3 separate regions of the Mus musculus genome follow, and regions 1 and 3 are each linked to region 2. A link is a contact called in public HiChIP or PLAC-seq and promoter capture Hi-C data. All regions are on one chromosome and are shown on one strand. Each heading gives the region's core, a stretch centred on a gene start, on an enhancer-like site or on the middle of the called end of the contact. The rest is flanking DNA. Distances are from core to core; before and after follow the strand shown. Region 1 overlaps Gm34605 (a long non-coding RNA gene). Region 2 holds the start of Rassf1 (Ras association (RalGDS/AF-6) domain family member 1). Region 3 has its middle 22 kb from the start of 4930429P21Rik.

The links. Promoter capture Hi-C pulls out the DNA fragments that hold promoters and counts their contacts. HiChIP or PLAC-seq counts read pairs in DNA pulled down with a chosen protein or histone mark.
Region 1: a contact with region 2 is called in a promoter capture Hi-C map of cranial neural crest. The contact joins the enhancer-like site here to the promoter of Rassf1 in region 2. A contact is called at or near these places in 4 of 39 promoter capture datasets (3T3-L1-derived adipocytes, the HPC-7 cell line, cranial neural crest and 1 more), 1 of 484 Hi-C or Micro-C datasets (rod photoreceptor), 8 of 115 datasets of contacts at active chromatin or transcription factors (the SCID.adh cell line, bone marrow-derived macrophages, embryonic limb bud and 3 more) and 4 of 9 other capture datasets (adipose tissue, embryonic stem cells, liver and 1 more).
Region 3: an H3K4me3 HiChIP or PLAC-seq map of embryonic stem cells shows a contact between it and region 2, with 21 read pairs. The contact joins the enhancer-like site here to the promoter of Rassf1 in region 2. A contact is called at or near these places in 19 of 39 promoter capture datasets (3T3-L1-derived adipocytes, the HPC-7 cell line, HPC-7-derived erythroid cells and 12 more), 3 of 484 Hi-C or Micro-C datasets (the N1E-115 cell line, cortical neurons and muscle stem cells), 17 of 115 datasets of contacts at active chromatin or transcription factors (the 230-238 cell line, the HPC-7 cell line, bone marrow-derived macrophages and 11 more) and 4 of 9 other capture datasets (adipose tissue, embryonic stem cells, liver and 1 more).

Annotation. Positions count from the first base shown.
Region 1 is chr9:107,734,750-107,738,092 of GRCm38.p6, forward strand. Gm34605 (a long non-coding RNA gene) reads left to right here. Exons shown (of 3, transcript XR_001779306.1): 3 at 1,979-2,184. Among named protein-coding and RNA genes, the nearest start is that of Gm34605, 6.4 kb to the left of the region's middle. Within about 2 kb of position 1,537, at least 78 of the 459 cell types and tissues checked have an H3K27ac peak or open chromatin away from gene starts, as enhancers often do. A contact at or near this core is called in the HPC-7 cell line, the SCID.adh cell line, embryonic limb bud and 1 more, where this site is marked.
Region 2 is chr9:107,550,046-107,553,286 of GRCm38.p6, forward strand. Rassf1 (Ras association (RalGDS/AF-6) domain family member 1) reads left to right here and starts at 1,510. Exons shown (of 6, transcript NM_001243748.1): 1 at 1,510-1,801. The coding sequence starts at 1,552. Zmynd10 (zinc finger, MYND domain containing 10) reads left to right here. Exons shown (of 12, transcript NM_053253.4): 8 at 1-2; 9 at 239-364; 10 at 453-574; 11 at 695-820; 12 at 916-1,276. The coding sequence ends at 991. It overlaps Gm34106 (predicted gene, 34106), which reads right to left and starts at 792. Exons shown (of 2, transcript NR_168657.1): 1 at 652-792.
Region 3 is chr9:107,374,387-107,377,827 of GRCm38.p6, forward strand. No RefSeq gene overlaps it. Among named protein-coding and RNA genes, the nearest start is that of 4930429P21Rik, 22 kb to the left of the region's middle. Within about 2 kb of position 1,290, at least 15 of the 459 cell types and tissues checked have an H3K27ac peak or open chromatin away from gene starts, as enhancers often do. A contact at or near this core is called in embryonic stem cells, fetal liver and trophoblast stem cells, where this site is marked.

The DNA.
Region 1 (3,343 bases), core at 287-2,786, 180 kb after region 2:
AGAAGGATCTCAAAGCCCTTTCCTAATGAGGGTGCTGGGAGGGGAGAGTGCGGCCCTGGAGCCTCTGGGGGAAGAGGACAGATGGACAGCGGGACAGAGGAAAGGAGAGCTTGGGTATAATCCAGCAAGCAGACCTTGTGTGTGTGTGTGTCCCCCCGCCCCCCGGAAAAACGGGGAAGGAGGCCAAAGAAACAAGGCTACTTGAGGCATGGTAGTCTTCTTAGACTGTCTTCCCATCTTGTGTTCCTCACACACAGTTGGCTCTTATCATCACCATCCTCCCGGGGTAACCTCATTCCCCACACAGTCCTGGGCCCCCGCACTGCCCAAATGTCCTGAGAGTGGTACTTCTGCACCATAGACTACCAGCCACAGTGCTCTCCAGAGCAATGTTTTTTCTAGATCCCAGTGTCTGCAGAGCTTATTGCCTTTGCTGTGGAGGGAATAGCGCCTGGTGCAAGCCTCTTACCTTTTCCCACCATCTCTCCCACCCCACACCCGCCTCCCAGAGCGCCCCAGGCCTTTCCCCCTTCTCAGCACCCTGCTCCCATCTTCCAAAAATGTCCCCCTAAGCTGCTGCCTTTCTCCACCCTCCAGATCTGGGCTCCCCCTTTTGCCCACATGAGCTTCTTTTCTCTTTAGTCACGGGCGCTGCAGACCTAGGTGAACCACGCAGACTGGCCACCTGGGGGAGGGGGTCTTGTCAGATCCTCAGCCTAGCTCTCCTGCGAGCCACCGGCACCCTGCCGCTGCCTCTCCTCATTGGCATGCTGGTGAGACCCACAGGTGGAATCAAAGCTCTCCGCAGCACAGAACCGAGCGGGGAGACAAAGACTCCCTCCCCGGCCTGGGGAAGAGGGGGACTATGGGTAGAGGGGGCATATTTTGGGGCCCAGTGTTTTCTTCTCAAACACTCCTAAAGATAAGGAGGACAGCCAGAGCCAATGAACACCCCGGTAAATAATGAGGGGACAGGGGGAAGGGACAGCCTCAGGCACAGCCTGGGGGGGAAGGCTCCCTCCCAAAGCCCAGAGCGCTCATTAGTGGAAGCCTACGGGGAGAGGCAGCTAAGTGGGTCAGCCCTCCTCCCCCAGCTGCCTGACAGGTGTGGGAGGGGAGGAGGCGTCTCAGCCTATTGTCCCTCTTGGAAGTCAGTTCTTTTCTGAGCCCCTGTCCTTTAACTCTCCCCTCTTCCTCAGCTCCTGCTCACCAAGCCCTCAGCCATGGTTCACCAGCTCCCCAACCCTGTCTTTCCTTCCTCATCTTTTTGCTCCTGTCCCCTATCATCTCCACCTCCTGACACTGTCCTTCAAAGGGCCACTACCTCCTCCCAGGGAGTCCTCCCTCCCTCCCTCCTTCTCTCCTCCCCATTTCCTGCCCCCACCCCTCTGAGCTTCTCGGGTACGCTAACACACCAACCGTGAATGTGGGGGGGCGGGGGTGGGGTGGCTCCGCCAGCCTCCCTAAGGCATCCTCCAGACTGAGCCACACCTGGGAGAAATTGAAATCTTAGACTCTTCCCCTACCCCCGCTAAAGAAGCAGACATCCCTGTCCGGGCCACGGAAGGCAGTAAAACAGCTCCGCTGGGGCCAGGTTGTGGGCTGTGCCAGATCAAGCATTCAGATTAAAGGAAGGAAGCCAAGCAGGGCATGTTGCAGGCTCCTAGCCAAAGCCTTTCTGCCCTGGTCCCCTCATGCCAACTGTCCTTGGGCATCCAATCTGGGGTCCCAAACGCCCTGTCTCCAGTGTCCCCACTCCAGTCACACTGATGGTCCCAGAGGATCTATGGAGTGGAGGAGAGAGGGAGGGGATTTCAAAGGTGGGTCTTTGTGCAGGACGTCTGGGTTCTACCTCCCATATATGGGTATATAGATGAGGGAGGGCAAGACACACAGCCTGTTAGCTAGTTACCCTTCCTTCCAGGTCTCAGCCAGGTTTAGACTATATCTTGATCAAGGATTTCCCTTTTCCATCCAGGCTGCCTTCTTCAGGTAAGAAATCTCTGCACCTGTCGGGCTGGTCCCAGGACAAGGGATAGATCGCAGATGAATATCTGCCACTCTTGCCACCAAGGGAAGAGCTGAACAACTTTCCTGGTCTTCACCAAGTTCCATGGCTGCTCCAGGTCACCGCAACCTGATTAGATCGAGTCTGGCTGCACAAGAGTTAATCTCAGCCTCCCACCCCCTTGCAGCAGCTGCAGATCTCTCCAGCTTCTCTTCCCAGCATCCTCTAGGTCTTGCTCTTTGTCTTTCTTCTCTCTCTCCCTGGGGCATTGAGGGTACATCTAAAGGCCCAGATCACTCCAGAATTGTAGAGTATGGTACCGAGGCCTGTCAGTTTCCACGGGCTGTGGACATGAGGGCCTGTCAGCTCTTCAGAGGGTCTGAGACTCTAGCTTTCAGCTTGCCAATCCTGTCACCATCCTACCCAGCAGGTAACCCTGAACCTGAGTTGATGGCCTCCGATCTTGAGGTTTGACAAGGTACCCAGGTTGGAATCAGGCTTCAGCTTCCCCAGCAGTCACCTCCACTTAGACAAAGGGTAAAGAAAGGCCCGTGGGCCTCCCTAGCTCCCATTTGAGAGCTCTAGTAACTCCCCATGGAAGGTGGAGCTACAAGCTTCAGGTCTGATGTGAACGACGTCTGAGTCAATAATTATGCATATACACGAGGCAGAAATGCATTTTATCGACCCAAGAACTTCTTTACCTGGGTAGGAAAGGATTGCTCGGAGACTGGAGCAGCCACAGTATACAGGGCCATCCTGGTCCTTGCTCCACAGCCCCAGAGCTAGGTGCTGTGGCTGTGGCACTACCTTTTTCTTCTATCTTTTTAGAGAAAGGGGCTCATTCTGTAACCTTGGCTGGCCTGGATCTCACTATCTAGACCAGGCTGATCTGTAACTTAGAGAAATCCACCGACCTCTGCTTCCCAAATGCTGGGATTAAAGGTGCATGGCACCTTGCCAGGTGACAATGTTATAAAAAGATTTTTAATTATGTGTATGTGTATGAGTCTGTGTGGGTGAGTGAAGATGCCCACGGAGATCAGAGGGGTCAGATCCCCTGGAGCTAGAGTTAGAGGTAGTTGTCAACAGCCCAAAGTAGGTGCTGTACAGGAGCCGCACGCATTCCCAATCATCTACTGAGCCATCTCTCCAGCACCCCCCACCCCCTTTTTAGTCAAGGCCAAAGGCCTCACTATGTAGCTCAGGTTGACCTTGAACTTATAAGTCCTACAGAGTAACTCCCAAGTGCTAGGATTATACACTATATTGCAGACATCTTTGTAGCTAATGAAGCTTTGGAGGACCCCTGAGCAGGTCACAGCCTTGACGACA
Region 2 (3,241 bases), core at 260-2,759:
AGGTGGAGAACTCAATGACCCCGCCCAGCCCCACTGCCCCCCTGCCCAGACCCACCCCCCAGGGCATCCTGGCCTGTCCCTGTCCCCTTTCCACAACTTGGGCTTCAGGCATCGACAGGGGAGCTGGTAAGATGCAAACCCTCCAAGGACGCTCAGCCCAATTTCAGGACTTCCTGTCTCTTGGCCCTCTGGCTAGGAACAGTTAGTTTCTCAATGGCCTTCCCTGGATCTCTTGCAGCTTCAGGCCTTCCTCACTGACACACTACTCGACCAGTTGCCCAATCTTGCCGATCTGAAGGGTTTCCTGGCCCACCTGTCCCTGGCTGAAACCCAGCCCCCTAAGAAGGACCTAGTGTTAGAACAGGTAAGGCCCTAGAACATGCTTGGGAGTGCTTGGGACGGTGGTCCACTTTTCCGGCTCCTTCCTCCCTGTCTCCATTACACTTTTTTAGATCCCAGAAATCTGGGATCGCCTGGAGAGAGAGAACAAAGGGAAATGGCAGGCTATCGCCAAGCACCAGCTTCAGCACGTATTCAGCCTCTCGGAGAAGGATCTTCGTCAACAAGCACAGAGGTAAAGTCCACTGAGTGGCTGAAGTCACGTGCATAGGACCAAGGAGGGAAGGTCACCTAGTGCTTCTGTGCACCTACCTGCCCGGTCCGTCCATTCAGCTCTTCTCGACTCCTCCCCCAGGTGGGCTGAAACCTACAGGCTGGATGTCCTAGAGGCAGTAGCTCCGGAGAGGCCCCGCTGCGGCTACTGCAACGCAGAGGCCTCCAAGCGCTGCTCCAGATGCCAGAATGTGTGGTATTGCTGCAGGTGAGGCGATCCTGGGACCTTAGTTGCCCCCCTAAGCTCCAACCCTGGGTTCTCCTACAAGCCCTGTCATTGTCATGCAACCCACCCCGCTGCAGGGAGTGTCAAGTCAAGCACTGGGAGAAGCACGGAAAGACATGTGTTCTAGCAGCCCAAGGTGACAGAGCCAAGTGAAGGCCGTAGCTGCCGAGGGCCGACAGAAGAGCGCACCCAGACTGTGACTGAGCTTCAGGGACTCGTGGCTCGCCCCTGTCAGACCTCAATTTCCCTGGTGAGCACAGCTGAGTCAAGTAGAGCTGCAAACCACCACACTCTTCACTTCCTGCCCCACCCAGCGAATACGCAGAGGACCAGGCCACAGCATCAGCAAACTGGCAGACAGGGTTGGGGGGTGTAAGCAAGGGCCGGATGTGGAGACCCTCTTCCTTTCGCACAATAAAGCAGACTCATGAAACGCAACAGTGTGGCGCTGTACAGTCATCCTTGGGGTCGGGGGAGAAGACTGGACGGAAAGATTGGGAAGGGGCTCTTTGAAAGGGCCCACCCCTGTGCCGTGCCCCGCCCACAAGTCCACACGGTCGGCTCGCCTAGGGTTCCAGCGCGTCCTCCTCGGCTCTTTCCCGCCGCCCTGCCTGGATCCTGGGGGCGGTGCCGAAGTCGCGGCCCGCCCTGCGGCCTCGCCCGCTCGGTACTCACTAGCTGCTAGTCCGCTACAGCACCGGCCTGACCGGGCCATGTCGGCGGAGCCAGAACTCATTGAACTACGCGAGCTGGCACCGTCCGGGCGCATCGGTCCAGGCCGTACCCGGCTGGAGCGTGCCAACGCTCTGCGCATCGCCCCGGGTACAACACGCAATCCGTCACAGCAGCACGTCCCGGGTCGTGGCCACCGTTTCCAGCCTGCAGGGCCCACCACGCACACGTGGTGCGACCTCTGTGGAGACTTCATCTGGGGCGTCGTGCGCAAGGGCCTACAGTGCGCGCGTGAGTAAGCGGCCCCACACAGCCAGCGACTACGGAAAGGGAGGCAGCACCATAGTTGCGGGTCAAGCGGCAGTGGAGGGCTGGTCAGTTGTGATGATCCTGCAGACCAGATCTCCTGGCCTTGCTCCATCAGGGAGAGTGCTTGAGAAAATGGTTTATCACTTGTCACGCTCTGTCCGTGCACAGTTGGGCAGAGTTAGTTGTCTGTGAATAAGAAGGTGCTTCAAGTTTGTCTTTAAAGTGCTTGTGCCCTTTCTTGAAAAGCCTTTGTGCCTGCTGAGCTCTGAGCCTACATTCCGAGGCCCGCCTCTTCCCAACGATTGGCTCACTGTGTTCCCCCTCTAGATTCCTGGGTGACGTCTCCCACATTAATAGGGGGCCAGAAAAAGTTAGAACCTTAGTTAGGCTCCTTGTTAGTAGGAATTCTATTGAAACTTCAGTCAAGGTTGTTTTGAGTCAAGGATGCAGAGGCTAAAACATGGAGTCCAGCCACACACACAATGAGTGGTCCTTCTGACCTAGGAATTACCAGCAAACAGAACCACGCAGGACAATATATACCTTCCAGTCTCCTCGCGCCTACTTCTCCTCTCAGACTTGTTGACTCCGTTGTTGAAAGTGGACCTTAGGCATCCTGGTTTTTCTGTTTTGGTTTGGTTTTTTGGTTGTTTTGTTGTGTTTTAAGACAGGGTTTCACTCTGCAGCCCTGGCTTGCCTAGAACTCTCTATGCAGACCAGGCTGTGACAAGCAACCCACCTGCCCCTGCCTCCCAAGTTCTGATGTATAGTTTTGAGTTGAGAATCGGTGCTTTGGGCCATATAGGAACTTAAAAATGGCACTGTAGGCCTGTGTGTGCCTCCAGATCATCTCATTCACTATACAAGTATGTCACAAACTCAGCTAGTGTAGCAGTTTGTGACAGAATGCCACATGAGAGCAAGAGCTGCGGCATCTCAGCATTCACAAGGAGAAAGAAAGCTGCTCTGGGGTTCTTGTCTAGGAAGCAAGACAGTTTGGGAGATAAGGAAGAAACCAAAGGCAAATGGAGGGTTTGCTTCAGATTGGGCTTACAGTGATAACTTGTTGAGATAGGAACCCTGGGGTGGAGTGAAGTGGGGAAAAAAATGACATTTTGGCCATATTCATTAGAAATCTTCATTAGACATTAATGTGAAGGCACTGCACATAGGATTTGGTCTGAAGAGGCCGATCAGTGCTGCCTGGGATCTGGATCAGGTGAGTGTAGTCAGAGCTGGGACAGTACCCAGGTGAGAAACCTGGACATCAACTATGAGACCTGGGCCTTTATAGAACTAAGGAGAGGCTGCTGGCAAGAGCGGCAGAGGAGTGAGAAGGAAGCCTGGCCAGTGGGTGCTGCCCCTGGGAGTCAGGAGGAGCAAGCAGGAACTGAAGGATTTAACAATCCAGATAATGGGTAC
Region 3 (3,441 bases), core at 40-2,539, 180 kb before region 2:
AGGTGGAGCGGAGGGGATCGGAAAAGCGAGTGCACGAGAACTGACAGAAATGTAAGGTTGTCCAGGAAAGAAGCTGCAGAGGAGGGGACTGGGATGCCCTAGACCACGGGATGTGGAGTAAAGGGATTCGGGTTGAATGGAGCAAAGGTGGATAAAGTGGGCGTGGTCAGGGACAGCTGGTGAAGCTAACCTCAGGTAACAGAAAGCGATACAAGAATTGGTTCATAAATGGCCCTGAGTGGTGCCAAACGCTGCACAGAGAAGAACTGTGAAGTCTGGAGGGCAAAGCTTGTCCAGTGTGTGATCTTCCAAGTGTGGTCTTTGGGACTTGAGCCATTTCTGGGGCGCAGAAAGGACAAAGCCAAGCCAGGCAGAAACCCAGGTCGGCAGGAGGCGCTGTGGCGCTCAGTCAGCATCTCAGGTATGTAGACTGAGGGCGATCACCCATCCCCCACCACCCAGTGAAGGAAGGGCGTCTCTCAACAAATGTTTGTTGAGCTCCTCCCTGCCCTGCATGCAGGATAAGGAAAGGAGATGTGCGGAACAGGTAGGAGGAGACAGGAAATTAGGGGAGGGTCAAATGAGCAGCTCAAGGTGAGATGGGGTTCATCCCAGACAGGCAGCAAGGATCCCTATATAAGGCAGCAAGGGCTGGAGAGGCAAAGACCAAAGGGTAAGAACGGGGCTAGAACGGGACCCAGTCAGCCTGCAGCTGAGGGTCCAGAAGACTTGATGGCATCCGCATAGGCCCCCAACTGTTTCAGATTCTCAACTAGGGTTCTTCTTCTCCCGTCTATGAAATGTGGGTACCCTATGGCTACCAGGAAGAGGTGCAGGAAACAAGAGCCCCACCCTAGGCCAACCCCTCCCCACCCTACCAGTGGCTAAAAATAAAAGCAACAATAATTTCCTTAAATGAAACCTCCACTTAAACACTTAAAAAGCAATAAAAACTCAATTTTCTTTCTCTCAATTATTTTACTTATTCCATTTTCCAAAAGGTTCACCCTGTTATGAAGATGTATTTTTCCCCATCAGCGGCAGCGTTCTCCGCCATTACTCAAACTGCCTCAGCCTCCCTCTGCCAGGAGGGTCCCCTGGTCTCCGCGGCAACCAAGTGTGTGTGACTGCGTGACTGTGGCCCTGCCACCACTGCTGTTGCTGATGGGGACACTGAGGGGGCATATATCTGCCCCACTTTGGCCCTTGCTCAGTTTCCCAACCTATCTTCTCCAGCCACTCACACCATCACCAGGACTACAAGCCCCTCCCACCAGCTGCTGCCCTCTGACCTAGCCACTCAGGTTTGTCTGAGTTGCGGGGAGGAGACAAAAACCCTCCCACCCTCAGACAAGCACGCAGCTTGTTTCAGAGAAGTAGGCTTGGTACTTCAATCACACAAGCCTGACACTGTAAAAATTGGGTTTCCTGGTATCATTAGTGCTTTGTGATTGGTTCCATTTGTATGGCGCTTGCCTGGTTGCTCATCTCTGCTAATTGTTTTTACTTGTTCTTTCCATTTTTAAACTGCTGTCGTGTTGGCTTTTAATTTTTAATTATTGCTACCCCTCTTTTTTCCCTGTTGGTCCAGACCTCTCCCGGGTAAGGCTCTCGGTGCCTGTAGCTATAGCCAGCTCCCTTTCGATGGCCAGGGCCTAGGACCACCAGTATCTGTCCTTACTGGTCACGACACATCTGCATACTGGTACAGTGATAGAGCTTGAGCCCAGTCTATCCTCCAAACATACACTGGGCACCCAGCATTCAGTCCTAGAAATGATCTGGGGCTCCTAAGAGACAGTGAGGGGATCCACTGGATACAGGGTGCAGTGAGAGCTGCTTTTGTTCTCTTGAGGGACACAGCTATATCCCATCCACCTGCCATCTTAACCCTGCTTTCTTGGGGCCTTAGGCCTCTGAGACTTAGCGATAATACGACTGTAACCGTGCCCTCTGTCTCCAACCCAGTAGCTGTTCTCAGCTTTCCTCTGGATGATCTATATCTGGTCTCCTATTCTGATTTTTTTCTCTTAGTTTGCCCAAACGCTTTGTGCCTCTGCTCCAACCTAATCATAAATGTTCTAGAGTGCCCGGGCAAATTCAATCCTTTCCCCTAGCGGTGGCCTTACTGGACAGTAGATGCTGAGTTCTCACATGCCATTGGGCTTCTGCACATTCATAAAACAGGGACTATCCACTAGCCCCCAAAAGAGATGGGATGCGCTCAGAACTCATTGCTAAGAAAGGCAGGGTAGACTGAACCCACGATTGTGGCAGTCTTTCTGGGGCTGTTCAGAGGATGCTGGAGAGTGTGGGGGCTCCTGGGGCTTGGGATGGGCAGTCCCAGTGTTGGTCCAAAATGTCAGCATTTACCCAGACCCTAAAGTCATTTTCCCAATGGGGACTCTGAGGTCCAAAGGATGAGAGTGACTTCTGATTTAATAGGGATTCGTCTATGAGGCCTCCTTACTGTTGGGGAGATGAAGCAGGACGTACCAGTGGCCAGCATAGGAAAGAGGATTGGCTGTAATCATTGGTAGCTGAGGTTAGACTCACCTTGTTTGGTCTGTGCTGCTACAGAAAGACAAGAAGGGGCAGAACGGAAAGGTGTTTTATTAGTGTTTCCTTGGTTGGTTTTATTTGTTTGCTTTAAGACAGAATCTCATACTGTAGCCCAGGCTGGCCTCAAGCCTGAAGCAATCCTCCTGCCTCAGCTTCCTGAGCTTTGGAGGAGTGAGTCTAGTTACTCAGCTTAGAAAGGCTCTTTTACTGAGCACGGGCAAGGCCACGTTTAATCCCTAAAACCATCTTGTTTCAGAGGACTCAGGCTCAACTAGGGGCAATGACCAACCCTGACTTCACTCCTGGCAATCCCAGACTCCCCTGGTATGTGCCAGAACTCTTCCTCCCCAACTAAGGACTAAGTATGTGTTCCAGTCAGAGGGTCATCTCCACCTCAACCCTTTGTGAGAAGAAAGCTGTAAAAGAGCCGATAATCCCAGCACTCGGGAAGCAGAGGCAGTCGGATTTCTGAGTTCGAGGTCAGCCTGGTCTACAAAGTGAATTCCAGGACAGTCAGGGCTATAAAGAGAAACCCTGTCTCGAAAAAAACAAAACAAAAACAAAACAAAACAAAACAAAACAAAAAACCCCAAAACAAACAAACAAACAAAAGAAAAAGAAGAAAAAAAAAAGAAAAGAAAAGAAAGCAAGCAAGCTGTAAGAGGCCTGTGGAGCAGAGACATCGCCTGTCATGCTAGCCCTCCTCCATGACAAGCCCCCCAAGGTGGGAGATGGGGCTCCCATTTTGGAGCAGGTAGTTTGACAGTTTGCTGACAGCATCAAAGAGGGAAGAGATGCGCGTCTGGCCCCAACTTGGCCTCTACTAAAAGCATCCCGGTGTTCGTGCACTCTTCATCCTAAACCGATGGACTTCAAAGG